Linked DNA regions of Mus musculus: regions 2, 3, 4, 5, 6 and 7 are each linked to region 1. Evidence: chromatin contacts called from public HiChIP or PLAC-seq and promoter capture Hi-C data. All regions are on one chromosome and are shown on one strand. The core of a region is the stretch at or near the end of the contact, and the rest is flanking DNA. Distances in the headings are between cores, read along the strand shown. Region 1 holds the start of Atp8b3 (ATPase, class I, type 8B, member 3). Region 2 holds the start of Lmnb2 (lamin B2). Region 3 holds the start of Efna2 (ephrin A2). Region 4 holds the start of Tmprss9 (transmembrane protease, serine 9). Region 5 has its middle 18 kb from the start of Pwwp3a. Region 6 holds the start of Pwwp3a (PWWP domain containing 3A, DNA repair factor). Region 7 holds the start of Ndufs7 (NADH:ubiquinone oxidoreductase core subunit S7).

Region 1 (4,184 bases), core at 836-3,335:
GAATAAAATAAAGACTGGAGGGTGGGGAGATGGGATAGGGGGTTCTGGAAGGGAGACCTGGAAATGGGACAACATTTGAAATGTAAATAAAGAAAATATCCAATAAAACGGGAAAAGGAAAAAGAAAAGAAAAGAAGTAGCCCTAGGTATTCACAAAAATCAATAAAAAAAATAAAGGCTGGGGTATAGGTTAGAGGATGGATCTATCTATCTATCTATCTATCTATCTCTCTATCTCTCTATCTCTCTATCTCTCTATCTCTCTATCTATCTATCATACATGCATATCTCACCTTCTCATGTCTACCTCAGAACTGCTCTCTGGACTTGCAGGACCCAGCATTACATCCCCCATCTATAGCTGGTCACCTGAGGCAAGGAACCCCACCTCTGAGATGCTGTAGCCTCGAGCCCTAGTGAGGAAGCTGTGGCTGGCCCGTCCAGTCTCCTCCATGCCCCTCCTGTTCCACCTGCTCCTGCAAGGCCCACCCCACACCCCACACATGCTCAGTCCATGTTTGCTGACTGACCCCACGGAGCTGAGGGGTTGTATATGTGACAGCTCACGGCTTGCGTATATTATGAGCATGGAGCCATGTTAAGATAGATCTGGTGTGTTGGCACCACACCAGATCCCTTTAATCCCTGCCCTTGGTACACCAAGTCAGTGGGTTGCTGTGAGTTCAAGGACACTCTGCCCTACATAGCAAAAGCCTGTCTCAAAGGAGGAGGAGGAAGAAGAGGAGGAGGAGGAGGAGGAAGAGGAGGAAGAGGAGGAGGAGGAGGAGGAGGAGGAGGAGGAGGAGGAGGAGGAGGAGGGAGACAAAAAGATCTGGCCTTGGGATTGCTAAGTGTAGTGACAGGGTCTCACTCTGCTGCTCTTACACCCATAATTCTGCTCCAGCCTCCTGGAGGAGCTAGGATGACAGACCTGTGCTCTCACTCCTGGCTGGGTCTGGTAACTTAAGACAGCCCTATACCTGGTGACATGGGTCCTCCCTGCTCCCTTCCCGGGGGGCAGATCTTCAACCACCACCTGAGCACTCACCCCATCGGTCCCCCAGTTTACCCATATGCCCCCCACTGTCACCACCCTGCCTGGTGGATTTCTTCCTCACCCTCCAAATTTCACTCTGTACTTCCCAGACCGGCCCGTGGGAATCATGCGCCTCCTGGGGGCTTCCTGAGCAGCTGGGGTGTCCCCCATCTTGCCTCTGGTCACCTCTCTTCTAGAGCTTTCACTGTCTTAATGTCTGCTGAACCCACATTTCCCCCAGGACAAGGAGTCCTGGTGTCTGAGTCATGTGTTTCCCCAGGGCATCTTGGGGCCCCACCTCCTCCTGGCTCAGCACCAGCTCTGGGTATTGGGCTTTTCCCTGATTATCACGTGAGGAAAACTGAGGCTGGAGAGGGTGTGGGAAGGATGTGTGAAGAGATCTTGATTCTAGGGAACACTCTAGTCCAGGGGTTCTTAACCTTCCTAATGCTATGACCCTTTAATAAGTTCCTCATATTGTGGGGACCCCAACGACAAAATTGGTTTTGTTGTTATTCCATGACTAATTTTGCTACTGTCATGAAGCATAATGCAAATATCTGTTTTTTTCAGATCGTCTTAGGTGGCCCCTGTGAAAGGGTCGTTTGACCCTCCCCAGGTTGAGAATTGCTACTGCACTCAGTCTTCCTTTCCAATGTTTTTCAAAGTTTCCAAAATCTTCCTGTTCCAAAGTGTTCCTGCCCACTCACCAGACACCCCATTAGCAGTATTCCCCAGCGGCCATGACGCACAGCCCTAGTGAACTCTAGTGGTCACCAAACTGTCCTGTAGGTAAGCTCCACCTCGGTGTCTGGTTTTATGAACCTCAAGGGGGCACCATCTCCTGTCTCAAGTGCTGGCATCCGGGCCCAAGACCCCTAGAGCACAGAGAGGTCACAGTGGCGCCCAAGGATGCACAACTCGTGAGCATCGGTGCTCACCTGCGAGGGCCGGGCTTGGTGGGGCCTGGCTGCCTAGGGCGGGCCGCCAGCGGCGTCCAGGGCCGCCGATGTTGTGGAGCTGTTAGCCTGGTGCCAACGGGTCTGAAACGGGTGGCGCGGGCTCGTGGGGCGGGGCATTGCGAAGGGGGCGGGGCCTACCAGAGCCTTAAGGCCTGCAGCTTAAGGGCAGGAGAAGGATAGGACCAGGCGACAGGGGCGGGGCCTGGAGAAGGTGGGGCCTAGTTGAATGGCACAGAGGGTAAGGGTAGAGCCTGGAGTTGTGGGCGTGGCTGAGTCTTCGGGGTGTGGTCAGGTCTCGTGGGCGGAGTCGTGTTTTAGGAGCTTGGCAGAGCCAACCTTGTGCTACAAACCAGGCTTATGGGTGGAGCAAGAATTAATTGTACAGCCAGGCGTAGTGGCATACGCCTTTAATCCCAGCACTCGGGAGGCAGAGGCAGGTGGATTTCTGAGTTCGAGGCCAGCCTGGTCTACAAAGTGAGTTCCAGGACAGCCAGGACAGCTATACAGAGAAACCCTGTCTCAAAAAAAAAAAAAAAAAAAGCGGAGACCAGGCTTCCAGGGGAGTCTATTCCTGGTGAGCGTGGTATTACATCTCAAGGATGGGACAATGCTTTGTGGGCGGAGGCATGAGTCAAGGGCCAGGAAGGAAGGAAGGAGGGAGGGGGTTTGGGTAAACTAGAAAGGACAGGAAAGCCTTGGGAAGAGGTCAGGGAGGAAAGGCAGGGGTCTGGCATCTGGAATCTCTGCGGGCAAGGCCAAGATAAGGCCAGCCGTAGAACAGAAAAGGGTCAAGCCAGGCAGTGGTGACACATGCCTTTAATCCCAGTACTTGGGAGGCAGAGACAGAGGCAGGCCTGGTCTACAGAGTGAGTTCCAGAACAGCCAGGGCTACACAGAGAAACTCTGTCTTGAAAAACCAAAAGGAGGAGGAGGAGGAGGAGGAGGAGGAGGAGGAGGAGGAGGAGGAGGAGGAGGAGGAGGAGGAGGAGGAGAAAAGAAGAAAAGGGTCAAGTCATGATCCAGGGAGGGAGGCAGAGACTAGGGCATGGCTGGGGTATCAGGGACAGGCTCAGAAAAGGTGGGTCTGAGCTTCATTCTGCAGGGCAGGAGTTAAGTTCAAACTGGTCTCAAGCTTTATTATGTAGGGGAATGCAGATTAATCCTCCACCCTATATAATGACAGCAGCCTCTCACTGAGCTACATCTCCTGCATTTGGGAAGAGCATCTTCCAAGCACACTAAGCACAGTATACTCCAGCCCAACTAAACATTGCTGAATTGGGGATTAGGAGTGGGAAGGTTGCACACCAGTGAGCACGGTTGAGCCAGGTCTGTATCTGTCATGCCTAAGTGGGAAAGGGAGCCCACAAGGCACTGATGGGCTATGTTGATACCTGTGTACAGTGGATGTATGCCAGGGATGCTGGCCACGGTACACCCTGAAGAGGCTGTAGTCAGCCCTGCCTCTAACCTAGCCCTCAGTGGTTATGTCCACCTCCTGTCTCCCAGTGTATGCTGGCATAAAATGAATGAACTGGTGGCTGGGATAAGGACGGCACTCAGGACCAAGCCTCCACCAGAATAGCAAACTCTGGAAGCTTTGAGTCCCTGGAGCATGTTGAGGAAATAGCTACTCGGTTCACTCAGCTTTCGGTGAGCATCTGATCACATCTTTATGATGGCCTTTTTTGGGGAGATCCCCTACCCTGACTTATAGAGGATGGGGGTAATCACAGTGGAGAGGGCTCCCTCGAGTGCAGGCCTCTGGCTTTCAGGGCAGAGCCAGGGTTAGCTAAGGTCTTTGTTGGCTGCTCTTCTGACACGAACTGGACAGTAGATAGGCAGAGACACACACTAAAGCTCCCAGGACAGACCTGGGCTTTGTGAATACATTAGCACCATTTATTTGTTTTTAAAAACTTGTTTACAGAAGGTAGAAGAGGGGACAAAGTGCTCAAGGAAACCCCTGAGGGTGGAAGCCTAGCTTAGCCAAGGAAGCTCCCTTGGCCCCTGTAGCCCCTGCATGCCCACTATGTAGATAGCCCCTGGAAGCTGCTCTAGCCATTGGCTTGCAGTCCCTCCAAGAAGCTTGAGGGACTAGGTTCCCACAGGACCCTGACCATCAGACCCCGGTTATCCTGCCAGGGTCTAACTCCAGCCAGCCTACTCTGCCCACAGATAACTGC
Region 2 (4,184 bases), core at 645-3,144, 380 kb after region 1:
GGAGACTGCCCAGCTCCTATCCTTGTCCATTGGTGACACCCAAATCATTACCCTCACAATCTCAAACCCTAGAACCTGAGTGTCAGGAGAGCCCCCAAATGGCCTTCTCACCTGGGTCTCCCAGGGCTGTGCCGAATGCGCCCTTACACACTGGGTACCCAAAAGTCCACGAGTCCTCTGAAGGGGATCAACACTGGATCAACACCTCTCCTCAGGGGCCCCAAATCTCCACAGCTCGAATAAGGATGGTCTTGCCTAGAGTGGTGCTCTCCCTCAGGGGTTCCCAGCACCCCTCACTGGGGTCCTCAGGGGTTTGGGTCTGCCAGGCTTGGTATTCCTCCCTCAGAGACCCTCAAAGCTCCCCAGGACAGCCTCCAGACAGCACTTCCTTAGGGTCCCCTAGGGTCTCATGGGCCCCTAACTGGGGAGACTTGCTCAGTCTCAGCACATTACCTCTGGGGTGTCTTAGGAATCAGGCAGGGTCCTTTAAACCTATGACCCTGGGTGGGCAGGGCTTTCCTGCCTATTCATGGAATGTGAAGTGTCCCCCAAGGTCCTTGAGACAGGGTTTCTCTGTGTAGCCCTGGCTGTCCTGGAACTCACTCTGTAGACCATGCTGGCCTCGAACTCAGAAATCCACCTGCCTCTGCCTCCCAAGTGCTGGGATTAAAAGCGTGCGCCACCACTGAGGGAAACACCCAAAGGTGACCTCTGGCTTCCACATGCACAAACACATACACACACACCCATACACACACACACCCATACACACACACACCCATACACACACACCCACACACACACACACACACCCATACACACACACACACACACACACACACACACACACACACACACAAGCCATCCTGATCCCACTCAGCTAAGCTTAGGTCCTTAGGACCCGGCTTTATTGAAGTTTTACCTCAGTCTACACGTCTCCTTTAGGGTCCCCATGTGAGCACAGGTTAGCTTCATCAGCACCTGTCTCAAGAGCGCCCGGGTGGGTGGGGCTTCGGGGGCGGGGACTAACATTGTTTACACCTGTCACTTGTCCCTAAAGTCCCTCCCATGGGAGGGATTTGGACCCATCTGCACTAGTCCCCTTCCCCGTCCAGACTTTAACCTGTGTTAGGGTTTTTGGTAGGCGGGACTTACCTGCCTGCACCAGTTCCTGGTCCCCCCAGTGGGTGGGGCTTAGCGGTTTGCACCTGTAAGAGATGTGTCTCCCCTCCCCTTGGGCGGCGCTCAGCGCTCTGCAATCGTCCCTGGGGTCTATGGTGGGCAGGGCTCAGGCCTATCACCCAACCCTGGGGTGTCCTGGTGAGCAAAACTTAGCTGTCGGCATCTGCCCCTGGGGGTCCCCGGTGGACTGGGCTTCAGCGTTATGCATCTGTACTGAGGTCCCCGGTAGGCAGTATTTAGCCCTTATATTCCAGCCCCAGAGTCCCCAGTGAACAAGACTCAGCTAGCTGTGCACCAGCCCCCGGGTCCCCTGTGGGCTGGGCTTAGCTAGTTCTATGCACCGTCTCCGGGATCCCGGGTGGGCAGGACTCCGCTCATTTCACCTATCACCAGGATCAAGCTCCCCGCGTCCCCGGTGCCGACCCACGTACCTCGCGAGTGGTCACCTCCTCCTTCTCGGAGATCCGGAGCAGCAACCTATCATTCTCCAGCTCCAGCGCGCGGACACGGTCGATGTAGTGTGCCAGGCGGTCGTTGAGCTCACGGAGCTCCTCCTTCTCCTGCAGCCGAGACAGACGCGTGGGCGACAGCGGCGTGGCGGGCCCCGCGTGGGGCGGCAGAGACGCCATGGCGGAGGTGGCGGCGGCGGGAGAATCACCTCGGTTGCCCGAATGCGGCGCGCTCATTCAATCCGCGCCGCGGAAGATGGCGCCGCCGCCCGCAGCGCGCCGGAATTTGTAGTCTCCTTGGCGCGGAGCACGCAGGGAGCCGTAGTCCACAGGGCAGCTTGCGAGGCATGCCAGGAGATGTAGTTTCCAGCTTTCCAGTAAAACCCGGGGTTTGGCAGTTACCCTGATTGCGGGTGGAGGAGGCGTTCTGATTTCTACATGTGTACAGATGCACACATGAAGCCACATAAGCGCACACACAGAAATCAATTAATAAATTAAACAAATGCAGAACAAATCGAACAAAAAGACAGCAAGGGTGGGTGAGATGCCTCAGAGGGTAGAAAGGCACCTGCTGCCAAAACTGATGGTCGAATTTGGATCGCTGAACCCTACATACGAGAAGACAAGCAATGCACACAATTGTCTCCTGGACTCCAATTGGGTTCTTCGAAAAACACAGAAATATGTGAGTTTGTGTTTTTGTTTTAATTAGAGGTGTCACATATGGGGCTGCTTCAGATAGTCTGCAGCAGCTGACTATGATTTGCTTCGTGCTCTAGCAGAGGCACGGTTTTGTCAGTTGCACATAGTTTCTGCGATTGTGACCTTAGGAATTATGGACACTTTTCAGAAGATATACAAATGTTATGGCCCCAAGACGGGCTTTGGTTGGTCTCTGTTGGTAACGGTTTGTTAACTAGTCGTGTGCAAAGAAGAAACAACAACAAGAAGAAATTAGATAGCCTGACAGCAAAATCAAACTTGCTCCAAGGAACTCAATGCCCCCAATCAACAGGAAATAGCCTAACAATAATGTCACCCCCTCTTCTCTCTGTCCTTTCCCCCCTCCTATCTAGTGTTAAGGGTTGAAAGGATGGAAAGAGGGTAGAAAAGGGTGGAAGAAAGAAGAACCCACAAAGTAGCCAAGTTCTGCTAAAGTGTCCACACACAGGAACATAGTAAACAAATGTAATTTTTAAAAGAGCCGCCACAAGGCAAATGTCCACTACTGTCTTCCCAGCACTGGCAGGAGGATGGTGAGTTTGAGGATAACATAGCAGAAACACAGGGCTACCAATGTGAGTCAATGTGTAGAGTGTTTGCCTGACTGAGGTCCTGGCTTCTATCCCAGCACCGTGGATGAGCCCCCTGCTCTCACCTCAGCACCAGGCAGATGGAGGTAAGAGAATCAGGAACTCAAGGGCAACCTCCGTGACACAGAGGGTGTGATGGTTTGTATATGCTCGGCCCAGTGTGTGGCACTATTAGAAGGTGTGGCCCTGCTGGAGCAGGTGTGGCACTGAGGGTGTGGGCTAAGACCCTCACCCTAGCTACCTCGAAGTCAGTCTTCCACTAGCAGCCTTCAGATGAAGATGTAGAACTCTCAGCTCTGCCTGCACCATGCCTGCCTGGACGGTGCCATGCTTCCTGCCTTAATGATAATGGACTGAACCTCTGAATCTGTAAGCCAGACCCAATTAAATGTCCTTATAAGAGTTGACTTGGGGCTGGAGAGATGGCTCGGTGGTTAAGAGCACTGACTGCTCTTAACTCGGAGGTCCTGAGTTCAAATCCCAGCAACCACATGGTGGCTCACTACCATCTGTAATGGGATCCAATACTCCCTTCTGGTGTGTCTGAAGACTGCAACAGTATATTCACATACGTAAGATAAAAAAAAAAAAAAAGAGTTGCCTTGGTCATGGTGTCTGTTCACAGCAGTAAAACCCTAACTAAGACAAAGGGTGTGAGGGAATATGGGCTATATGAGGCTCTGTCTCAGAAAACAAACAAACAAAATGGAGACCTGGGCAAGCAAGAAGACCCACCCAATCCAAATCACATAGGCCAACATGAAGCTGGATGTGGTAGAGCACCTGCATGTAATGTCAGCACTCCTGTGGGGAGACGGGGAGCAGAGACAGGAAAGTCCGGGGACAGCTAGACCACAGTACACAGGAAGGGGGATAGGAAGCCAAAGATCCTCAGCCCCTCACATGAATACCGTGACATGTGCGCACACATGAGGGGGCAGAATGGGGAGAGGAGGATAATAAACAGAGCTTGGCTCCCACAATGTGTCAAGTGTCAAGGGCCAGACTATGGACCACCTTTCTCTAACTTGATGTTAACAGGTACCTGGGAGAGTCAATTTTTATGACTGGGAGAGGACTGCTCCCCAGTGCCACACCCACTCCTTGCAGAATAGCCTTCTCCCCGCACATATCATAACACTAAATCTATACAGACAGACTTACTGTCCCCTAGACAACACCTGACCTGTCATCCTGGAAAGGTAAGAATGACTCACTACGGTTAGCATTTGTCTTT
Region 3 (4,184 bases), core at 742-3,241, 360 kb before region 1:
TGGCCTTTGATGGCTGTAGAGTCACCAGACACTGAGATCAGGAGCCTGAGGCTTTGCCCTGTGTACCAGAGTGGCATGGGTGGGGCATGGGTGACCAACCAGGGTTGATGAGTGAAGCCTGGAGACAGGGTTGGCCCAGGGCCACTGAAGACCGTCAGTGTGGGTTTGAATCATAGGGTGAGCAATGGCCTGAGCACACAGCCCCAGCAGATGGTTGAAGGACCCAGATATCCCATAACAGATCTCACCTGATGGATCTGAAGCCACCTTTGACCCTGGTAACTCCTGACCTTCATTGATGCTTGTCTCCATGGTAGGCCCCTGACCTCTGACTATCTCCAAGGCAGGGTCTTATTTCCAGTGACCACTGGCCTCATGGTCTGAGGCAGGATGCCTGCGGAGGGCATGGGACTTCCTAGGCTCCCTGTCACTATGGTGGCCAGGCAGGGCTCCCTGGAACAAAAGGCCTTCTGAGGCCCTGCTCTCCCCTCATCTGTGTGTCCTCAGGAGCGACAGGCAGGCTTGGGAGGTAGAGTGGGGGACAGCCGCCTTTGTTCCTGTCCTCACTCTGGATCTGACCTTGAGACAACAGACAAGAACAGAAGGCAAAGCTTTCTGCTCAAATCCACTGGCGGCAGGCAGCTCTCAACTCGGTGGCCCCAGCATGCAAATGAGGCCTGGTGATGTGGCCTCCTTGCTAGGTGTCCTTGTGACTGGCCCTGGTGATTGAGAACCTAACAGATACAGTCTAGTAGATGAGACTACCCTCTTGGTTGCCCTCCCCATTGCAAAGGGGGTGCTCATGTCCCAGACAGGGCAGCTCCCCAACATTCACCTTTATGGGCAGAATGCTTAGACATGTGGCCCTGTGTCCTGTGGGTGCCACCAGGGCTTGACCTGGAAATCCCAGAATACCCTTGACAGCCAAGTTCAGGTCCCCAAGTAAAGCCGGGCCTACAAAGAGGAGAGACATATTTCAGTGGAGAGTGGGGACAGAGCACTTCCAGGTCTGGGTAAAGATTTCACATCTGTGCCCACCCAGTGTGTGTGTGTGTGTGTGTGTGTGTACACACAAGCACAAGTGAACACATGTTTATGTGTGTGGCATGTGGGGAACTTGTCACAGAAGGCCACATATCTAATTTCTACAGTGCCACCCTGGCCTTTTTGGTCCCAGGTAATAATAACACTGGCCAGCTTTAGCTTTTCCCAGTCCGCACACAGAAGGACATTTTAGAATCCAACTGCTCTGTGGTCCCCAACACCAAGCACAGGACCCAGCAAGTGAAAAACAAGCCAGCAAACCCATCTGGTTCACACAGCTCTGATCTAGGTGTTGTAGGGAAAGCCCTCCCTGAGCGAGCAAGCGAGCGAGTGTCCTTTCACCTGCCAGGAATTGGGGTGATTCCCAGAGTTCCTGAAGTGACTCCCAGAGGCCTCAAGGATGTACAGTCGAGGAGGATGGAAAGCTAGGAAAGGGTGACTTGGAACTTTAGTTCTTTTCTGCTGCGGTTTCATGTAGCCCAGGTTGGCCTAGAACCCTCTATGTAGCCGAGGATGACCTTGAATGTCTGATCCTTCTGCCTCAGCCTCCCGAATGCTGGGAGGGCAGGTGTGCACCACCACAACTGGCCTACGACTTCTTTGTTTTATCAGATCTGATCTGACACTGTAGCCTAGGATGGCCTGGAACTCGCGTCAATCCTCCTGCCTCAGCCTCCTAAGTACTGAGATGCCAGGCGCGGCGCAAACAAGCACTTCGCTACAACCTACCCAGGGTGGGGCCACAAAGCCCCCCCACCCCCGCACAAGCTCAGCGCTCTGGGGTCCCCTTCCCGATGCGGGAGGCTAGGGCGGGACCCTGGGGATCCGCGGCAGAGTCTGCGCGAGTCTGGCCGGGGCGGGGCCCGGGCAGAGGCTTGGAGGGTCCGGGGCGCGGCGGGAGGGGGCGCCCGCGACCCTCCAAGACGCTCCAGCGGGGACAAAGGCGAGGGGAGCCCCCGCGCCCGGGGAACCCGGGAGAGCGCCTTGCGCAGTGCACCGCTCGGGCCTCTGCCCCGCGCCGCCGTCGCCGCCGCCGCCGCCGCCGCCGCCGCCGCCTGGTTTCTCGGCGCCCGCGGTCTACGGCGGGGGCCGCGCGCAGAGGCGGGGCGGCAGATCTCCAAGCGCGCGCGGCGCTCCGCCCGCTCGGCGGCGGAGGCGGAGGCGGAGACGGCGGGGCCAGGCGGCGGCTGGAGAGCGAGGGAGCGAGCGCGGCGGCAGCACCGGGGCCATGGCGCCCGCGCAGCGCCCGCTGCTGCCGCTGCTGCTGCTGCTGCTGCCGCTGCGTGCGCGCAACGAGGACCCGGCCCGGGCCAACGCTGACCGATACGCAGTCTACTGGAACCGTAGCAACCCCAGGTGAGCTTGATTGGGGGAACCCCCGGGGACCCCAAGAGGCCCCAGCCCTGGGGATTGCAGCGCACGGACCTCCTCCTGAACTTCGGGGGTGCCTAGTATTCCCCCAAGAGCTCCTGGACTTTGGGGGAAGCCCTCTGCACCCTCAGACTCAGGAGTTCCTTCTCTGTACTTGCTTGGGGGACACCCTTGAACCCCTGGCCTCTTGGAGGAGGGAGCACCCTGGAGGGCTGAGGGTTTGGCAAATATCCCTGGGGACTTCCCTTCCACCCAAGGAATCCCCGGACTTGGCTCTTTTGAGAAGGTTCTGAGAGTCCTGTCTTTGGTTCTCCAGATGAACTTGGGGAAGTTACAAAATCCCCTTTCTACCCCTATGTTCACTCGTTCACTCCAAGGGGTGCTCCAATCCCCCAGACACTTTAGAGGAACAGAGGGGACCAGGCACCAAAGCGACGGAGGTCAGTTTGAGGGGTGCAGCCTAGGCTTATCGTTTTCCACCTTTGTAGCTGCGGGGGGAAACTGAGGTGCAGGAGCCAGGAGGGGCTGCCTCAAGGTCATGCCCAGAGAACTGGTGCTAGGGCTGGAGACCCTGGTGGTACCCAGCCTGCCACACCCAGCAAGGCACCGGGTCCTGCCTGTCTGTTTGGTGGCACCCCATGGGTCAGACCCTGCCAGGCACTGGGTACAGTCAGGGGACACAGCAGAAGCCACTGTTACAGGCTGAGTAAAAAGTTTACAGCCACTGACCACATTCTGGAAAGCATAGAACCTTCCGGGTCAGAAGGGTCTCAGAAGTGGGGGCATGCTGGAGGGTGTCTTGGGAGATAGGCTTTGGGGTTCCAAGGCTTGGGTGCAGTATAGATCGAGAGTCCCCATGTGTCCGAGGCTGGCCAGTGAGGAACTTAGTTGATGGATCAGCCAAGCTGCCCTCTTGATCCATCAACAGAAAGTTGCAAAAAAAAGGTGGTCTTTGAGGCAAGCTGTGGCACAAGGGCCAACAGTGTCTCTCGGTGGGAGTGGGAGCTCTCTGTCCCCTACCATCAAGGCAGAGCTGTGAGGTCAGCTCCTTTGGGCTGAGGGCAGGGACCCCAGGTCCTCTCAGCAACCTGGCAGGACCATCGCTCAGTGGGCCCCCTACCCCCACGGCCCGCCAGCTACACTGGTCACATGTGGGTTTGATTAACACTCAGTGGCCGTGCAGGGAGCAGGGTGAGACTTCCTTGGCCTAAGTTTTCTAGTTTTAGCTTGTGGAGTCTCTGTCCCCAGTATGGCCTGTCCTTTGTCTGGAAAAAGCACAGAGGATGGAGGGAGGGGGTATGGAGAAGAAGGAAAAGGGTCATGGCTGCCCCTAATGGCCTTACTTGCCGTGGAGACACGGTCATGGGGCTGCAGGCTGGAACCCTGACTCTGGAAGGATGGAGGTGTCCCCTGCCACCACCAGGGTCCAGCTCAGGCTTGCCACCTCCTGTTGCTGTGTATCAGGGCAGGCTGCCTGAGAGGACAGACAGCTAGGCAGGTAGCAGAGCCAACCCCTAAGGTTGTATGTGTGTGTGTGTGTGTGTGTGTGTGTGTGTGTGTGTGTGTGTGTGTATGTGTGTGTGTTTGGAGGGCTCCTAGGTCCTTGTCTCTTCCTTGGGTTTCTTTCTGTTGTTGACCCTGCTGAGCACCCGACAGTGGGGCCTGAGGACAGATGACCACCATACCCCAGCTTTACCCATGACATTGTCATTGGCACAGCACATGGTGGGGTGTGTGTGTGTGCTGTGGAATCTTAAGATTCAATGGGT
Region 4 (4,184 bases), core at 979-3,478, 340 kb after region 1:
GATTAAGGATGTGTGGCGCCATGCCTGGCTTTGACATTTTTATTTTCTTTGGTTCTATATTTACTTACTTGTATGTATTTATGGGGAAGTGTCCCACTGAGGCTGTGTGGTCAGAGGCCAACTTATGGAAGCTGGATCTCCTGCCATTTGGGTCTCAGGGGTCAAACTCAGGCCACCAGGCTCCCTCACCCACTGAGCCTTTCTAGGCTTGGTCTTAATTTTTCAATTTATTTATTTATTTTTTAATTTTTAAGATTTATTTTTTTATGTGTATGAGTGTTTTGCCTGCATACATGCCTGTGTGCCATGTGTGTGCCTGATGCCCAAGGAGGGCATCAGATCCCTTGGAACTGGAGTCACAGGTCGTTGTTGGTGCCAGGAACTGAACCAGGGCAGCTGCAAGAGCAGCCAGTGTTCTAACTGCTGAGCCGTCTCTGCAGTCCATCCCTAATAACACCTGTTTTGTTTGTTTGTTTTGTGACTGAGTTTCTCTGTCATCCAGAGGACCAGGCTGGCCTCAAACTCAGAGATCCGCCTGCCTCTGTGGTGTGGGCCACCACCTCCCAGCTCTATAACAACCTTTAGATATGGTGTCCACGCACATTGTTCAGTGGCGTTTTGCTCGCTGCTCTGTGAGGATCCCTTGTTCCTTGCAGCAGCTGTAGGCTCAGAACTTAGCTGGTGTTCCACATCAGGCAGAGAAAGCTACCATTTTATACTCATAGCTCCTTCAGTGCCCGACCTGCTCACTCAGTGTTTCCTGGGGAGATGTGTGCAGCCACCACTTCACTGAAGACAGGGCACCGACCTCAGACCACAGAACTGATCCTATAGACTGAGCTCAGGCAACCTGTGAGTTCACTGAGTGTGGGTGACTTAGAGGCAGTTTGGGGTTTCCTGATGCCTGACTTAGTCCCCTCTCCCTACCATTATGAATCATGGGAGTTTCAGGAAGTCTGTGAGTCTCAGGGAGCCTTCCCTCAGGAGGAAGTGCCTCCATTGAGAGGACACTGCTAGACAGCCCCTGTGTCACCAATGCACAGAAGTGCTGAACGTATGCCATGTTTACCCCCAACAAACCCTACTTACAGACCAAGTGTCAGGGTAGACTTGGTCTCCCAAAGCCAGGATCCTGGTCCCCTGTTGAGGATCAGAGCTGACCAGGAAGTAGTCTGTGTTCCATGGCCTGCATCTACCTCCTCCCCATTTTTGGCTACAATGTCTCACTTGGCAGTCCAGCCTTGCCTGGAACTCATAGAAATCCCCCTGCCTCAGCTTCCTGGATGCTGGGATGACAGGTGTGTGCTACCATGCTTGGTTCTGGTGAAGCAGTTCTTGGTAGCCTGGTCTCCCCAGCTCAGGTCTCCCGAGGTTCACAGAGTTGCATCAGCCCCTTTTCAGGGCTCTGTGTCTGTGGGCAAGGCAGCTCTGCAGTAATTACTGTGGGAAGGGCTGAATGGCATGGCATGCTTAGCACTCACTAAGAGCAAGTCCTCAGGGAAGGGATGAGCAAGGGGTGTGTGTGAGCACAGTAATGCGTGTGTGCTCGTGTGTGCATGCCTGTGTGCACACACACATGTGCATGTGTATATGTGTTATGCACACACATATCCACATGTGTGCATGCATGTGTGTATGTGCACGTATATGTATGTGTGCGCATGTGTGTATGCATATGTGTGCATGAATGTGTGTGGGTGTGTTTGCATGTGTGTGGTCGCCTGTGTGTGCATCTGTGTGTACATCTGTGTGTATGTGGACTGTCACGGAGGTCTCCCCTGCAGCCCGAGGCCGAGAGCTCACTGGTCAGAGCTGCAGCATGGCTCCTGTCTCTCACTTCAGTGATGATTTGGGGATATGGTTGCGTCTCACCCAGAATCTCTGTAGCTTAAGTGATGTCATAGTGGGGCCACTGACCTGTCCCCTCTGCTGTGCATGGCGGTCACAAGGGTCTGAGTGGCCATTTCAGGCAGATCAAGTCTCCTTAAGGATGGGACAAATTGGCTTGGCCTCAGCCTTGGGATACCAGGATTAGCAAAGGGTGCACTTGGGTCCACATGGGTGTCAGGGAATGCTGGGTGCATGCCTGTCACCCCTGCACTCTGGAAGTGGAGTCAGTTGATCAGGAGTCCAGGGCCAAGTGTGGCTGAATGTCAGATAAATCCTTTGTCCATTTTTTGTTCTTTTTCTCTTGCAGGTGTCTAGCTGGAGCTTACCTTTGCCGAGCCATGGAGCCCACTGCACCAGACTTACAACTTGTGCCAGAGGTGACAAAGGCTGTCTCTGTATCTGCTCCAGACCCTGGCCCTTGTCGAACGGCTGTCATCGCAGTGGTGGGCATCAGCATGGCCATCGTGACCCTGGGAGTCCTTTCAGGTAAGTGGCAGGAAGAAGGCCTGGGTCCTCGGATGCAAAAGGACATCCCAAGTGTCAAAGGGCTGACCTTCCAGCCAGATCCAGCAGTGGCAAGGACAGGCTCTGGGGTCCAAGAATATGCTGGGTATGCAGGAAGTGTTTGCAATGACAAGAAGGAGCGGGTGGGCGGGCAGTCCTGTGGTCGAATGGGGAGGGAACAGATATGTCAGTTTTGACAGCTTAAGGCAGCAGGAGGGTCAGGCAGGACTACAGGGGTGTGGCTTAGGAGAGGCTGGGCTCATGCCTGTTAGCATGGTGATACAGTGATAATGGGTACAAACTGGGGAACTTGTGTGGAAAAAATTTAATTGGCCAGGCAGTTGTGGCATACACCCTTTGATCTCTGTGAGTTTGAGGCCAACCTGGTCTACAGATAAAGTCTAGGACAGCCAGAGCTGCACAGAGAAACCCTGTATTGATAAAAGATAACAGAATACATTGATAATTGTCCTACAGTCCCCAACTGTACTAATATGTATTAAGCTTTTCTGGACGGGCTAGGTTACTGCAGTCTGATGTGGCTGAATGCTGCCCCCTAGTGGCTGTGCCTGTCACGTGCAGTAGCATTCTCATCTCCCCTCGTGCTCTACCCCTTTGAGGGTTTCCTGTCAGTCCAAGTGGCACACAAACCTTTGCGATCATTTTTGAGGGATTTTCCTGGTTTTTGAGAAAGAGAAGGGTCTGACGTAGCCCGTGCTAGCCTCAAACTCTCACTGCTAAGGATAACTTTAAACTCATGGTCTCTGTCTCATTCTCCGAAGTGCTGGGACTAGAGATGTGCACCACCATGCCACCACCCAGGGCCAATGCCTGCAGGGAGTGCTCTACCCACTGAGCGATACAGCCCATTGGGATGATCCCTCTACCCATGAATCCACAAATCCATCCCGACGGATGGCTAAGACTCAGCACCCACACACTATCCGTTTGCTTCTGTTGTGTTATTTTGTTTTTTGTTGTTGTTGTTGGTGGTGGTTTTATTGTTTTGTTTTGTTTTGTTTTTTGTTTTTTTGAGACAGTTTCTCTGTGTAGCTCTGACTGTCCTGAAACTTGCTCTGTAGATCAGGCTAGCCTCCAACTCAGAGATCTGTGTACCTCTGCCCCCTAGGGGCTGGGATTAAAGGCGTGTACCACCACTGTCTGGCAGATTTTGTTTTTTAAATTTTATTTCTGGGGCTAAGAGATGGCTCAGAGGGTAAGATCACTGCACTTTCAGAGGTCTTGAGTTCAATTCCTAGCCCCCACATGATGGCTCAAACCTTCTATAATGCAGGAAGAATGCTGTATTCATAATACATAAGTAAATCTTTTTTTATTACGTATTTTCCTCAATTACATTTCCAATGCTATCCCAAAAGTCTCCCACACCCTCCCCCCCACTCCTCTATCCAATAAATCTTTTTTTAAAAAAATTTATTTCTGTGTATGAGCTTTTTACTTGCATGTATGCCTGTGCGGCGCATGCATGCAGTACCCACGGCCGCCGGCAGAGGGTGCAAGGCACACTGGACCTGCTATTATAGGCGGTTGTGAGCTATATTGGTGCTGGAACCAAGTCAGGCTCCAAATGCCTGAACTGTCTCTCCACCCCCTAATTTACTTGCTAAGGGTAAAAGGCTCTCGTGTTGCTCTTTTTTTTTTTTTGGTTTTCCGAGACAGGGTTTCTCTGTGTAACCCTGGCTGTCGGGAACTCACTCTGTAGACCAGTTTGGCCTCGAACTCAGAAATCCGCCTGCCTCTGCCTCCCAAGTGTTGGGATTAAAGGCGTG
Region 5 (4,184 bases), core at 1,045-3,544, 330 kb before region 1:
CATAATAAACCACGTAGAGCAGAGATAGAATGTATGCATGCTAATTTCAAATCTGTCACTCAACACTTCTTGAACATCATGCCTTTTTCTTTGTACTTTGTTCTCTGAGGCTAAGGTTTTGTTGTTATTGCTGCTGTTGCTGTTTGTTTGTTTTTTTTTTTTTTTGTTTTTGTTTTTTTTTTTTTGTTTTTTTTTTTTTTACCAAGGTTTCACGTAGTCTAGGCTGGGCTAGAACTCACTATTCAGCTAAGGATATTCCTGCTTTTTCTGTCCACCTACCTTCCCAGGACAGGTGCACACTAGCAGGCCCAGTTTAGCCTGTGCTGGAGAGAGATCCCAGGACTTCCTGCACGCTAGGCTATAGCACTCCTCAGCCCCTTGACCACAGAGGCCACCTGATTCCCCTCCCTGGACTTGGGTAAAACCTGATGTACCCTGGAGGCTTGGGGTGACCCTACCATTGAGGACAGTCCCTACAGTGAGGGTCTAGGACACATGTGACTCTTTGGGGGCTTTCAGGACAGCACCCTGAGCTTGCAGTGTGTGGGGCTGCACTGGGTTAACTTGAATTCTTGTCTGATTTGAAAGTCCCAGGGGTCTGTTGGCATTTAAACTTGAATATGCATATCGCTCAGTTGGAGGCTTTGGTTTTCTGGGGCAGTGTGGTTAGTTGTGTTTTCTGTCTGTCCATCACCAGCTGCTTGATGTGAGGTGTATTGTGTGAACTCTGGGACCTATGTCTTCTTCTTGAAGACTTTTCTGGTCCCATTTGAGGGACAGAAAGAAGGCAGCTGGGGATTTTTTTTTTCTTCCAAGTGAGTTTTAGGGATGGCAGAGATTCCAGGTCCCAGACTGACCCTGTTTAGCTTTGGGAAACTATCCCCAAAAGTCTCCATGTAGACATCTGCTGGGAGAGCAGCCCCAGGAGCCAGGGAGGGCCTGGGGTAGGCCAAGGGGACATGGGGACTTATAAAAGACCCCTTGAGTTTTTCTATTGATTTGGATCTCCCCCAAATCAGACCGCCACGGCTGCAGACATCTCGGTCTCTCAAGCTGGGTGCACAATGTCGCCTGTCGACCCGAGTTTTCTGCAATCTCCATCTCTGTAGTTCTCTGTCTGCCCCCAGGCAGCCGTGGAAACTAGAGCTGAGCCTCCTCCAGGCAGGCTGTCTTTGTTGGGGCTTTGTGTCCCCATTGGGAGACAGTAGGGTACGCTTTCTTTCTAGCTGCCCACTGCACAAGGCCAGGGTGACAGCTCTCAGCAGGGGGGCTGTCACGCTTGACCCATGTGTGTCTGAAGGCTAGTGGCCTTTTTGGAAAGGGGAGGATGGCCCTCAGTTACTCAGCTCCTGCAAGGTCTCCGGCCCTTTCCTTCCCAAGAAGAAATGAGTCCAGGCCCCACAGTATCCTGAGCTGTTACCAGGACATTGTGCTGTTGTTTGAGACAGAGTTTCAGTCTGTAGATCAGGCTGGCCTCATCATCTCCTTCCTCTGCCTCCAGAGCGCTGTGGTTAAGAGCAAGGGACACAACACTTGCCAAGGGGAAGATTGGCATTACCAAATACAGAAGAGAGCAAGGCATGTGTCATATACATCTTAAAACGGTTTGTTTATTTATTGTATGTGTGTATGCGTGAGCTTGGGTGTGTGTCCCTGGAGGGCAATAGGTGGTGTCAGACCCCTCAAAGCTGGAGTTACAAGTGGTTGCTAGCAGAGCCGTGACTGCTGAGATCTGAACTTGGACTCTCTGCAAGAGCAGCAAGAGTTTTTAACCACTGGGCTGTCTCTCATCATCTTTTGATATAAAACATAACGGAGGTGGACAGTGTTGCCTTTAGTCCCAGTATTCCAGAGGGGAGCATAAGTATCTCTGAGTTCAAGGCCAGCCAGCTCTATAGAGAGAGTTCTAGGACAGCCAGGAACCCTGATTCTCAAGAAACCAACCCTCCCAAATACACACACACACACACACACACACACACACACACACACACACACATATATATGTATATTTTTTTTAAAGAAGCTTACTGCTCACTTGGAGCTCCTTGTTGGTTTCCAGGGTTTGACCTGTGTTCCACATCAGACCCTAATGCTGTGCGAGGATCCCAGGTCTACACGATGTTTACATAAGTTTCCATCCTCTGCGGTGTGGACCGCAGGGAACCGCTACTCCACACCCTGCACACGCAGGCCTAGGCCTCCGTGTTAAAAACCGGTAATGGTTCCGGGGAGCGGAGCGCGATTCCATGAATAAAACAGGAGGCTTGCAGCCAGCTCTCCTCTCCCACAGCGAATGCATAATCAGGCCGCAGGCTGAGAGACGGATGAGGCTCGCTGGAGCGCGCGCAGAGACGCCCAGGCAGCAATCAATGAGCCGTCGCTCATCCTCTAATTGCTGGGGTGCACCGACTGGGATGACCCACTCGTGAGGGGCATTCCATACCTGTTGGCTCCGGGAGGCCTCTGGAGGCCCAGGCTGCTTCCCCCCAGCCCCTGAGGCCCATCTGTCATGTCACCCAGCCTGAGCCATGCCAGATCAGATTGTAAGGGACGGTGGGGTTTGGTATGCTCATATCTGCAACAATTTTCCCACCACCTGCACTGTGTGGCTAGGAATCTGGGAGAATCCTAGTCCCAAATGTGTGTGTAGCAGTGATGGAACCTGACAACGGGATATGGCAATTGTCCTTGACCCTGTTAAAGCTCAGGGGGCACTGTTGGTCCTGGTGGAGGGCTGCCATCAGTGAGGTTGAGAACGATGTGTGCTGCCATGCCCTCGGCCTTACTATTTTGCATTACTTTAATTTACGGTCAGAGGACACCTTATGGGAGTCCAGTTTCCTTTTCCATCCTGTGGGCCCTGGGATCAAACACAGGTTGCCAGGCTTGTGGTCAAGTGCTCTGCCCCACTGAACACCTCAGTTCCTGCCGCCTCCTCACCTTGTCCCTGCCTTCTCCCCTCCCTTATTTCTTCCTTCAGTCTTCACATTTTGTCGTCCTTCCTTCCTTCCTTCCTTTCTTCCTTCCTTCTTCCTTCTTTTCCTTTCTCTCTCTCTCTCTTTCTCTCTCTCTTTCTTTCTTTTTTTTTTTTTTTGTTGTTTTTTTTGAGACAGGGTTTCTCTGTGTAGCCCTGGCTGTCCTGGAACTCACTCTGTAGACCAGGCTGGTCTTGTACTCAGAAACCTGCCTGCCTCTGCCTCCCGAGTGCCAGGATTAAGGACGAGTGCCTCTGCCTGCCCACTTGATACTCTTTCTGTTACAGCGACTCCTACAGCCTGTGTTGTCCTTAATTCCCAGTGATGATCTCGAACTCTGGATCATCTTGTCTCCACTTCCAGGACTGTCCTGGTCATGGGATTTATAACTCGTGGGCAGCTGGCCTCATGCAGGCCAGGTGGGGAGGAAGGGGCTCCCACCTCCCTGGGAGTTCTGCGAGCTTTTTTCACAACACCAGGGAACCTGTTTCCCCAAAACGGAGCTGGACTCAAACCTGTCAATTGCTATAAAAATGTTTTCCAAAGGAAGTTGAGGTCAGCATGGGGGACAGGCACGTGCATGGACTATTTGGACTGGAGTGTAATATATGGTAATCCATGGCTACAGAAGGATCTGGGACTCACCTCACAAGCCCCAGACTGTCACTCAGGCCTGCTCAATGGCAGGAGCAAGAGAGAGGGGATCGGGGTGGGGCTGGGGTATAGAAGGCAGCTTTTGGATACCTGTTTGGACAAAGGTGATTTTCTTTTTTCTTTTTCTTTTCTTTTTCTTTTCTCTCTCTTTTTTTTTTTTTTTTTTTTTTTTGGTTTTTTTGAGACAGGGTTTCTCTGTATAGCCCTGGCTGTCCTGGAACTCACTTTGTAGACCAGGATGGCCTCGAACTCAGAAATCCGCCTGCCTCTGCCTCCCGAGTGCTGGGATTAAAGGCGTGCGCCACCACGGCTCCAAAGGTGATTTTCTTTTTCTCTCTCTTTGGCTTTCTTTTTTAAAACAATATTTATTTATTTATTTATTTATTTATCTATCATGTATATGAGTATACTGTAGCTGTACAGATGGTTGTGAGCCACAGTGTGGTTGCTGGGATTTGAACTCAGGACCATTGGGAAGAGCAGTCAGTGCTCTTCTTAACTGCTGAGCCATCTCGCCAGCTCTCTCTTTAGGTTTCAAGACAGGGTTTCTCT
Region 6 (4,184 bases), core at 796-3,295, 310 kb before region 1:
ACACGTACTGCTAGTCCAGGGAACTTCCAATTGTGGATGTTCTGAAAGATTACATTGGAACATCACAATCTCCTCTGAATTAAGGTAGCATAGCACTGGTATTCCCAACATCCAAGACCCCAGTTAGGTCGTGAGGGGACCTTAGGAGGAACCGCATTGCCCTCACTGTGTCCCTGCTCAAGTTTTACAGTTTAGCCCTGATGTAGGATATTCAGTGCATAATGGACAGGACAGTCACTTGTCATGGAATCTCAGAGGACCCCCAACAGGAAAAGACATGGGAAAATGCACTAGCAATGGGGGTCAAGGCCTCTGTTCCTGGGTGCCCGACCCTGGCACATCTGTTCACTGAAGCTGAGGAAGAAGAGAGTTCATAGTGAGTGGGTTAAACAGGGACCAAGTTAACTGGTTCATGGGTAAGTGAGTTAGTAATGAATGGATCAACTGGCAAGTTGGTTAAACCATGAAGAGGTTACTAAATGGATGGGTTGATTAGTAAACGGCTAAACTGATGAATGGGTTGGTTAACTGGTGACTGGGTTTAACTAATTCCTTACATTACCATCTTTTGCTCACTGCTTCTGCTTCAATTGTGAACCTATAGAACCAACCTTGCTGAGAGACCTGGCCATCCCATGCATCCCACGGACACGCTCACACCACCCACTCACCCACATCCCCTCCACCACGCATAACCTCCAAGCTTATGCAGACCAGTAATGCTTGGTGGTGACAATGTGACAATCCTCACTTCAAGAGAATTACCTGAGAATCAGTGGCCTAGAACACACACACACTGCCCACTTTGGCCAGTGCTGTCAGGAGACCCTAGTACTGCCATCTAAGCTTCTGGGCCTGGGATTCCTGACCCCATGTCACTTGTGGCACAAGCCACCATCCTAATGACACCCAGGGTGCAGGCCCGTCATCTCACCTCTGTGGCCAACAACAACACTTGTTCTCCATCTGTAATAAGCACAGTAGAAAAACACTTAGGTTGGAGAGATGGCTCTTCCAGAGGATGGAGGTTCAAATCCCAGCACCCACGTGGCCCCTCACAACTTCCTGTAGTACTCCAAGATCTGATGGCTTCACACAGACATGCATGCAGGCAAACGCCAATGCGCATGAAATGGGAATAAGTAAACCATTTTAAAAAGGAAAAACAGTCATGAGAGACCAGGTCAGTGACATTGCTCAGGTGAGCAGCCTAACTGCCTTAGTTAAGAATTTGAGTGTGAACCTCACCTGCAGTGGTGGCACACGCCTTTAATCCCAGCATTTGGCAGGCAGAGGCAGGTAGAGTTTGAGGCCAGCCTGGTCTCTACAAAGTGAGTACCAGGACAGCCACAGCTATACAGAAAGATCCTGTCTCAAAAAAACAAAAACAAAAACATTTGTCGGCAGCCAAACTGGAAACTTCCAGTTCTAGAAAAGTCCATGGATACAGGTCCTGGATGCAGCCCCCCTCCCTCCCAGTCGCTGACTATGCTTGGGGACCTAGGTATGAGGCCATCTCACATTCTATTTTCCACTTCAGGACTTGGGCATCCTCACTGGATGGCTTTTTTTTTTTCCCACATAGGTGGGATAACTTCCTTCTGGGGTGGGAATCGGGTTACTTCGGAAGCTGGAAGGTACTAGAAGTCTGTGAGGAGCTCGTGAGGCCTTCGCCTTCCCAACCCCCCTCTGTCTTCGCATAGCTGCTCGCAGGCGGAAATCTGTCTGGAAAAAGGGCCCACTTTCCGTCTCAGGAACCATTGCAGGATGTAGGAAAACTGGGGCGTGGACTACGGGCTGAGGCGTGGTCTAGGGAGGCCGCCGCCGTCTGTGGGAGGGGCCATGATGTGAGCTCCATCTTCTTATTGGCCAGCAGCGGGGGGTGGGACTTGGAGCGGGCCTCCCGGTCTACCCTGCCTCGGGCCCAGGGGGAGCCCTCGCCGCGCACTCCACAAGTTGGGCAGGAGGGAAGGCGGTGGAGGGCGTGACCGATGGGCTGAGGCGTGGCCCGCAGGAGGTGGCGCGCTCTTGGGGGGCGGGGTCGAGGCGCAGGTACGCAGTTCCCATTGGGCGGCGGCGCGGGCGGGACTCGGCGCCGCTGTGAGGCAGGCCCCGCCCCTAGCCCGCGGGGATCTGCGCGGCGGCGGAGGCGGTGAGCGCGCGGGCTTGCGGCGGCGGTTGGCGGGCGGGCTTCCGCCGTTGGGACCGCCGCGGCCTGGTCGCTCAGGCTCGGACGCCGCGTCAGGCGGGCTGGGTGGGTGAGCCCGCTGCGGCCTGGGGAGGGCCGGGCGGGGTGCAGGCGGAGAGCCTGGGGAAGGGCGGCGGCTGGGCTGGACCAGCTGGGCCGCGTCCGGTTCTGCGCAGGGCCCACGTGCGGCCGAGGCCCCTGGGGGGCTGAGAACCTCGTTTCCTGGTGCAAACCCTGTGTTTCTGACCTAAGTCCCCTTCTCTGCAGCCTGAGCCCCATCCCTGCCGAGAGCCTCGTATTTCCGGCCTGATCCCTATCTTCTGCAGCCTGAACCCCGTATTTCCGGCCTTATATCTCTCTTCTGCAACCTGAGCCCCGAGTTTCCTACCTTATACCCCTTTTTTGCAGCCTGAACCCGTGTCCTTGCTAAGACCCCGAGTTTCCTGCTGGAGGCCCCTTATTGACCGGATACCTCGACCTCTGCAGTATCAACCCAACATTACACACATACACACACACACCCCGTGCCGCCTGAATCGTGAATTTACTGCTTGGTACCCTGTCTCAGCAGCCTGAATTTATGTCCTTGCTGAAAATTCTGGATTTCTTGCCTTATTTCTTCCCTTTGACCCCCTCTCTGCAGTCTAAGCCCCCAATTTGCTGCTCGAACCTTATCCCTGTTGTGAACTCTGAGTTTCATGTCAGAATCGCAGTCTCCGCGCCCAAACTCCCTCTAGCCTGACCTCCCATTCATTGCTGTAAACCCTATATTTCCTGCTGAACTCAAGTTTCTGCAGCTTGAATCTCAGTTCCTCTGTGAACCCCATCTTTGTTTCCCTACTGCAAACCCCACCTCTTTTACCTGACTCCTACCTGAACCTCTTTCTTTGCTATGGACATATTTGCTGCCCAAACCCCAGTCCTTGTTACCTGAGCCTCATCTTTTGTTGTCTGAGTTCCCATAACGCTGCAGAGCCCTTGTTATCTCCTGAAACCCCACCCTGCTTTAATGAACTCCCATCCTTGCTGGGAACCCTGTTCCCCCAACTCTGCTGCCTGTAATCCCTCTGGAAAACCTTTCCTGCTTCTACGATCCCTTCTACTACATAAACCCTTGTTTCTGCTGGTAGTTCCCTTGTTCCTGCCGTCCTTCCTGCTGCTTTGGTCCCCCTTCCCCCATCTTTCCATTTCTGTTCACAGCCCTGGCTGCTTCTGCCAGAACCCTGCATCTGTCCCTGTCCTTCCAGGGAATGGGGTATGTGGAGTGTGGTGTGTGCTGCAGCCACCCTTCAGGCCCGAGGCAGGGAGGGCTTGTGAGCTTTGCTGCTGCAGCATAGTTTGCGTGCAACCTTAAAGAGGGGATCTGTTAAATTTTATTTACAGAAAACAAGACATTTCCTCAAATTCCAGGGCCCTGCACTTGACTGTCACTTGGCTCTTTGCCCAACGTCTCAAGACCAGGCTCTGAATTGACCTGTGTCCTAGAAGCTGGGTGTGCGGCTAGCCTCTGCCCTGGAAGATTGTGTCTGTGTGAACCTCACTGCTGCAAGCAGCACCTTTCTAAAACACATTTCATTGCAGGGGACCTCTGGCCTCAGTCAAGCCTGTACCACCGCACGCCCAGATACTCCTTTCTGAGTCATGACGGATGCCAAGTATGTCCTCTGCCGATGGGGGAAGCGACTGTGGCCTGCGAAGGTGACAGCCCTTATTCTCTTAATTTCAGGAATTAGAAATGACTTTTGGTGACAATAAAGTCTTCATCAGGCTCTGTTCCTCAGAGTAACTATGAGAGAGAGCCGAGCCTGAATGCTCGGCACTGGGATCTGCTGGCACGAGTCCCAGGGTTCCCTCCACTCCAGGGGGTTTTGGTCTGGCGCTTAGGAGGCCCTAGATCCAGAATTGTCTTTAATTATTTCTCACACTAAGGGGGAAAAAAAAAAACAAAAAAAGAGTCATCTATAAAAAGGCTCAGAAGGCTGTGACCACAGGGAGT
Region 7 (4,184 bases), core at 1,148-3,647, 290 kb before region 1:
TATGCAGCTTTGGCTGTCCGGATCTATGAAGACCAGGCAGGCTTCAAATTCATGCAGATCTGCTTGCTTCAGCCTTTCAAATGTCAGAATTCCAGGTGCTCGCCACCATACTCAGCTCTTCCTCTTACACAGCATCTACTAATGCCATTCTGGGAACCCCATGACCTCATCAAACCCCCCTCAGATTGCAGTCCACACAGGACTGTAGCTGTTGAGTTTCCAACACCTTTGCAGAGCTGGCACTGTGAGGACAGCAGGGGAAAGTGGGGGAAGCCCAGCCTAGGGGAGCCCTGGTAAGTGGGTCACTGCATCCTAGCAGCACACAAGCTGCCTTCACGCTGAAGGGCAGTGGTTGGGAGATGTTTCAGTCCCAGAACACCTGACTCGTATGTACAATGGTGAGCTCTAGCACCGGTAGATCTCACACATACACACGAAATATTTAATATCTAGTATGGCTCAGCTGGCTGTGGCCTACTTCGGCTGTCTCTGAACCAACTTTTTATGTTTTCTGTAAATCTAAAATTCTAGATGGGCAGGGTAGGGTTGAAGCCAGAGGCCAGTCTGGGTTAAAAAGTGAAGCTCTGACTCAAAATTGAGCAAACGAACAAACAAAAACCTAAAAGTTTATTTTTCTCTAGTCCATAGTTCTCTCCAGCCATACCCAGCCTTGTAAAACACACACACACACACACACACACACCCCAAAATAAATAAATCACTGAACAAGTGGAAATTAGTGGAAGAGAGTGCTACATGTATATGATTCTATTCAGTTTACAAATGGGGAAAATGAGACTCCTGCCCAGGCGTTACTGACTTTCTACCAAATGACAGCCACCTCCCATCCCTTAATGCCAAGCCAAGCGCTCTGGAAATAAGAGGCAGGGATAATGTGTGTGTGCGTGCTCATGTGTGTGTGTGTCTGCGAGTGTGTGTGCTCATGCAAATGTGCAGCATGAGCCATTGGTACCCATGCCTGGGACAACTTTCGGACTCCAGTTCTCTCCTGCCACCTTGTGGGATCTAGAGATCTAACTCAGGTCTAGCAGCAGTCAACTGCTTTTATCCACTGAACCAGTTCAGACCTTTATCATTCTCATTATCATGGTTGGCCTTGAGTTTGCTGTCTAGCCAAGGACTCCTAACTCTCCTGCCTCAACCTCCCCAGGGCTGGAATGACAGGCACGCCACACATGCCTTGTTTATGTGGTGCCGAGGTGGAACCAGGGTCTTCTGCGTGATAGGAGAGAGTGCTCACTAACCACCTACATTTATTCATTTTACTTTATTATTTTATGTGTGGGTGTTTTGACTGCATGCATGCCTGGTGCCTGGAGAGATCAAAAGAGCCATCAGAGACCCATGAATTGGAGTTTTAGAAGGTTATGGGATGCTGGGAATTGAATTCCCATTCTTTTGAAAGAGGAACCAATGCTCTGCTGAGCCATTTTAAAAAAATGTTACCTTTGGGAGGCAGAGGCAGGTGAATTTCTGAGTTCAAGGCCAGCCTGGTTTACAGAGTGAGTTCCAGGACAGCCAGGACTATACAGAGAAACCCTGTCTCGAAAAACCAAAAAAGAAAAAAAAAAAAAAGTTACTTAACAACATCATTACCAACAACAATAATAATTTTGGCTTTTTGAGAGGAAGAACTTGTCCTCGTACACATCCTCCTGCTTCTCTGGGGTGCTAGTCTGACAGGTGTGTAAACAATTCACCCCGATACTTTTACATTTCATAGTCAGTAATGGCTTTAGACCTATTAATTGGAAGAATGCAGGACTGATTGCTAATATGTAAATAGAACGTAAAAGTTCAACATTGGATTGGACTAATTCAAGACTGTGGTTCAAAACGAATCAAAAATCTCAAAAACGGAAGACAGGTTCATCAATGAGTTAAAAACACTTGCCGAAACCCGGGATCGAACCAGGGACCTTTAGATCTTCAGTCTAACGCTCTCCCAACTGAGCTATTTCGGCGACGCGCTGTTTGTCGGTAACACCCTCCCTCCGCCCCGTGCCATTGCTTTAGCGCGCAAGCGCACTTCACAATTTGTCTGTCAAACCTTGTAGGGTTATACTATAAGCAGCTGACTAATGTCGTCTCTGTGGCGCAATCGGTTAGCGCGTTCGGCTGTTAACCGAAAGGTTGGTGGTTCGAGCCCACCCAGGGACGACCACAGCGACTTTTTCATTCCCTAATACTGAATAAAGTGGAAGTTCTTTATTTTGTCGCTGTTTCCTGTTTGTCACAGGACGACCGTGGCGCACTCTGCGCGGACGCGACCACAGGTATAAAGCGGGTCAGAACCACTCGGCTTGTGGTGCGGGTTTCCGCTGGTGTCTATTTGGGCGTTGGACTAGAACCGGAACTCTTTGGAGGACGGACCGCAGAGGTTGTCTGAAGGCCGAGGCCAAGATGGCGGCGCTGGCGGGTGAGTGAAGCCCTTGCGGTCGGGAGAGTGGCGTAGTCCTGGGCTCCGAGCTGGCGCTGCGGGGACCTTGGAGCCCAAGCCTAGTGTTGAGAGGCGTTGGGACCGTAGAGACCTATAGGTCAGATCCCAGCCCTCGGTAATGTCGGTGTCTAGCATTAGGCCGAAGCATGTTTGAATTCACGTTACACAGTTCTGCATGGTCTACATAGCAAGTTGCAGGCCTCCTGCTATCGTCCCTGATTATAGTCGGGAACGCTGAGGCCTGTGTATCTTCCAACCTCAGGAAGCTGACTGCAGAAACCCGGCTGATGTCCCCGAAGCACAGAGTGGGACAGGGGAGAGGCCCAGGACACTTAGGCCACCCACCCGGTGGCTCTTTCCATCTCATCCCCAACCTGGACAGCTAGCAAGGGCCTCTAGAGCAGATGTCTTAGTTTCCCTGCCAAAGCTTTGGTGTCTTTCTCTTTATGTACAGGGATTAAACACCTGTGCAGTTTGGTAGACGTGAGCGACAGTTGCTAAGTGGAACCTCCCATCGCCTAGCAGGTTGCAGTGTTAACATAAGGAGTGGGAGAACTCAGGAAGTCGGGTCTAACTCCTTCTGTGTTTTGTTGTTGCTTTGAGACAGTGTCTGATGGGTCCTAGCTCAAACTCTATACTGTGGGTGATCTTGAAGGCTTCATCCGAATGCCTTCACTGCTAATGCTGGGATGGCAGGTGTGCACAGTCAAGCCCATTTATACAGCACCAGGGATGGAACTAAGAGCTTGGTGCATGCCAGGCAGGGACTCTGCCAACACAACTCCAGCCCCAAATGCCTGCTTTGGAGACAGGATCTCATGTATAAGAGGCTGACTTTGAACTCCTGATCCTCCAGGCTCTGACCCCAAATACTAGGATGACAGACTTACTACTATACCCAACATTATTTTTTCTTTTAAAGATAGGGTCTTCCTGTGTGGCCTAGAGTCATATCAAACTCATGTTCCTGCTACAGTCTCTCATTGCTGGGGTTACAGACCCCACCACTGTACCCAGCCCAGCTGTGATGTAGCCCCCTTGAAGAGTGGAGGGCTTGGTGATTCGTGGTGTTGACTGCTGGCGCCTGAATTCACTCAGGCTCAGCTGTGATCTTGCTGGTGACAGTTAATAGACCTTACTGTGGTCCTATTTGAAGGAGAAACTAACACCTTAGAGACAACAAGGAGGATGTTTGCTGTAAGGCATTGTACTGTACAGCTGTGATCCCATCCCTTGGGACGCTGAGGCAGGATGAGCCTAGCCTGGGCTATACTGGATCCCTGCTTCAAAAGAAGGGCACTAAGATTTCTGGGAGTTCCAGGCCGGCCATGGATACATAGTAATACCATTTTAAAAGGCAGGAAGAGGAGGAGGCCTGGAGATGTGGTCCAGTGTTAAAACATTCACTGAATGTGTTCAGGGCCCCACATTTCATTCCCAGCATGACAGCACAGAAATCTGGTCTGAGCCAGACTTGTGCTTCATGCAGTCCTAGCTGCTCAGAAGGCTCTCCTGAGGTCAGAGTTCAGAAGCAGCTTAGGCAACACAAAGAGACCCTATGCCAGTTAAAACAAACACCTGCTGCTGGCACCTCCAGCCACTTAGTAGGGCATTTACTTTGCTGAAAGTTTATCCAAAGCCTTAAGTTTTTAGATGGGGAAGATCAGGCCTGGTGTGTGCCACTCAGTCAGAAAGTCTAGAGTCTGCAGTAGTCTGTCTTTGG

The links. Promoter capture Hi-C pulls out the DNA fragments that hold promoters and counts their contacts. HiChIP or PLAC-seq counts read pairs in DNA pulled down with a chosen protein or histone mark.
Region 2: a contact with region 1 is called in a promoter capture Hi-C map of liver, with 2.7 times the contacts expected there. The contact joins the promoter of Lmnb2 here to the promoter of Atp8b3 in region 1. A contact is called at or near these places in 5 of 39 promoter capture datasets (the C10 cell line, cranial neural crest, liver and 1 more) and 2 of 115 datasets of contacts at active chromatin or transcription factors (bone marrow-derived macrophages and pancreatic cancer cells).
Region 3: a promoter capture Hi-C map of pre-B cells shows a contact between it and region 1. The contact joins the promoter of Efna2 here to the promoter of Atp8b3 in region 1. A contact is called at or near these places in 2 of 39 promoter capture datasets (liver and pre-B cells), 2 of 484 Hi-C or Micro-C datasets (B cells and CD4 T cells) and 1 of 9 other capture datasets (embryonic stem cells).
Region 4: an H3K27ac HiChIP or PLAC-seq map of double positive thymocytes shows a contact between it and region 1, with 5 read pairs. The contact joins the promoter of Tmprss9 here to the promoter of Atp8b3 in region 1. A contact is called at or near these places in 4 of 39 promoter capture datasets (the C10 cell line, cranial neural crest, liver and 1 more), 1 of 484 Hi-C or Micro-C datasets (CD4 T cells), 2 of 115 datasets of contacts at active chromatin or transcription factors (double positive thymocytes and pancreatic cancer cells) and 2 of 9 other capture datasets (adipose tissue and liver).
Region 5: a promoter capture Hi-C map of neural stem cells shows a contact between it and region 1. The contact joins the enhancer-like site here to the promoter of Atp8b3 in region 1. A contact is called at or near these places in 3 of 39 promoter capture datasets (liver, neural stem cells and pre-B cells).
Region 6: a contact with region 1 is called in a promoter capture Hi-C map of pre-B cells, with 4 times the contacts expected there. The contact joins the promoter of Pwwp3a here to the promoter of Atp8b3 in region 1. A contact is called at or near these places in 3 of 39 promoter capture datasets (liver and pre-B cells) and 1 of 115 datasets of contacts at active chromatin or transcription factors (large pre-B cells).
Region 7: a promoter capture Hi-C map of pre-B cells shows a contact between it and region 1, with 5 times the contacts expected there. The contact joins the promoter of Ndufs7 here to the promoter of Atp8b3 in region 1. A contact is called at or near these places in 3 of 39 promoter capture datasets (liver and pre-B cells), 1 of 484 Hi-C or Micro-C datasets (the N1E-115 cell line) and 1 of 115 datasets of contacts at active chromatin or transcription factors (pancreatic cancer cells).

The regions. Positions count from the first base shown.
Region 1 is chr10:80,537,039-80,541,222 of GRCm38.p6, forward strand. It overlaps Atp8b3 (ATPase, class I, type 8B, member 3), which reads right to left and starts at 2,086. Exons shown (of 28, transcript NM_026094.3): 1 at 1,978-2,086. Rexo1 (REX1, RNA exonuclease 1) reads right to left here. Exons shown (of 15, transcript NM_025852.3): 15 at 3,888-4,184.
Region 2 is chr10:80,916,351-80,920,534 of GRCm38.p6, forward strand. Lmnb2 (lamin B2) reads right to left here and starts at 1,895. Exons shown (of 12, transcript NM_010722.5): 1 at 1,614-1,895. The coding sequence starts at 1,868.
Region 3 is chr10:80,177,491-80,181,674 of GRCm38.p6, forward strand. It overlaps Efna2 (ephrin A2), which reads left to right and starts at 1,992. Exons shown (of 4, transcript NM_007909.3): 1 at 1,992-2,400. The coding sequence starts at 2,273.
Region 4 is chr10:80,877,588-80,881,771 of GRCm38.p6, forward strand. It overlaps Tmprss9 (transmembrane protease, serine 9), which reads left to right and starts at 2,229. Exons shown (of 18, transcript NM_001081688.2): 1 at 2,229-2,376. The coding sequence starts at 2,229.
Region 5 is chr10:80,206,712-80,210,895 of GRCm38.p6, forward strand. No RefSeq gene overlaps it. Among named protein-coding and RNA genes, the nearest start is that of Pwwp3a, 18 kb to the right of the region's middle. Within about 2 kb of position 2,295, at least 42 of the 459 cell types and tissues checked have an H3K27ac peak or open chromatin away from gene starts, as enhancers often do. A contact at or near this core is called in neural stem cells, where this site is marked.
Region 6 is chr10:80,224,553-80,228,736 of GRCm38.p6, forward strand. Pwwp3a (PWWP domain containing 3A, DNA repair factor) reads left to right here and starts at 2,046. Exons shown (of 14, transcript NM_023431.5): 1 at 2,046-2,152; 2 at 3,770-3,886. The coding sequence starts at 3,830.
Region 7 is chr10:80,247,052-80,251,235 of GRCm38.p6, forward strand. Ndufs7 (NADH:ubiquinone oxidoreductase core subunit S7) reads left to right here and starts at 2,398. Exons shown (of 8, transcript NM_029272.4): 1 at 2,398-2,440. The coding sequence starts at 2,425. It overlaps n-TFgaa3 (a tRNA gene), which reads right to left and starts at 1,985; the gene lies at 1,913-1,985. It overlaps n-TNgtt7 (a tRNA gene), which reads left to right and starts at 2,108; the gene lies at 2,108-2,181.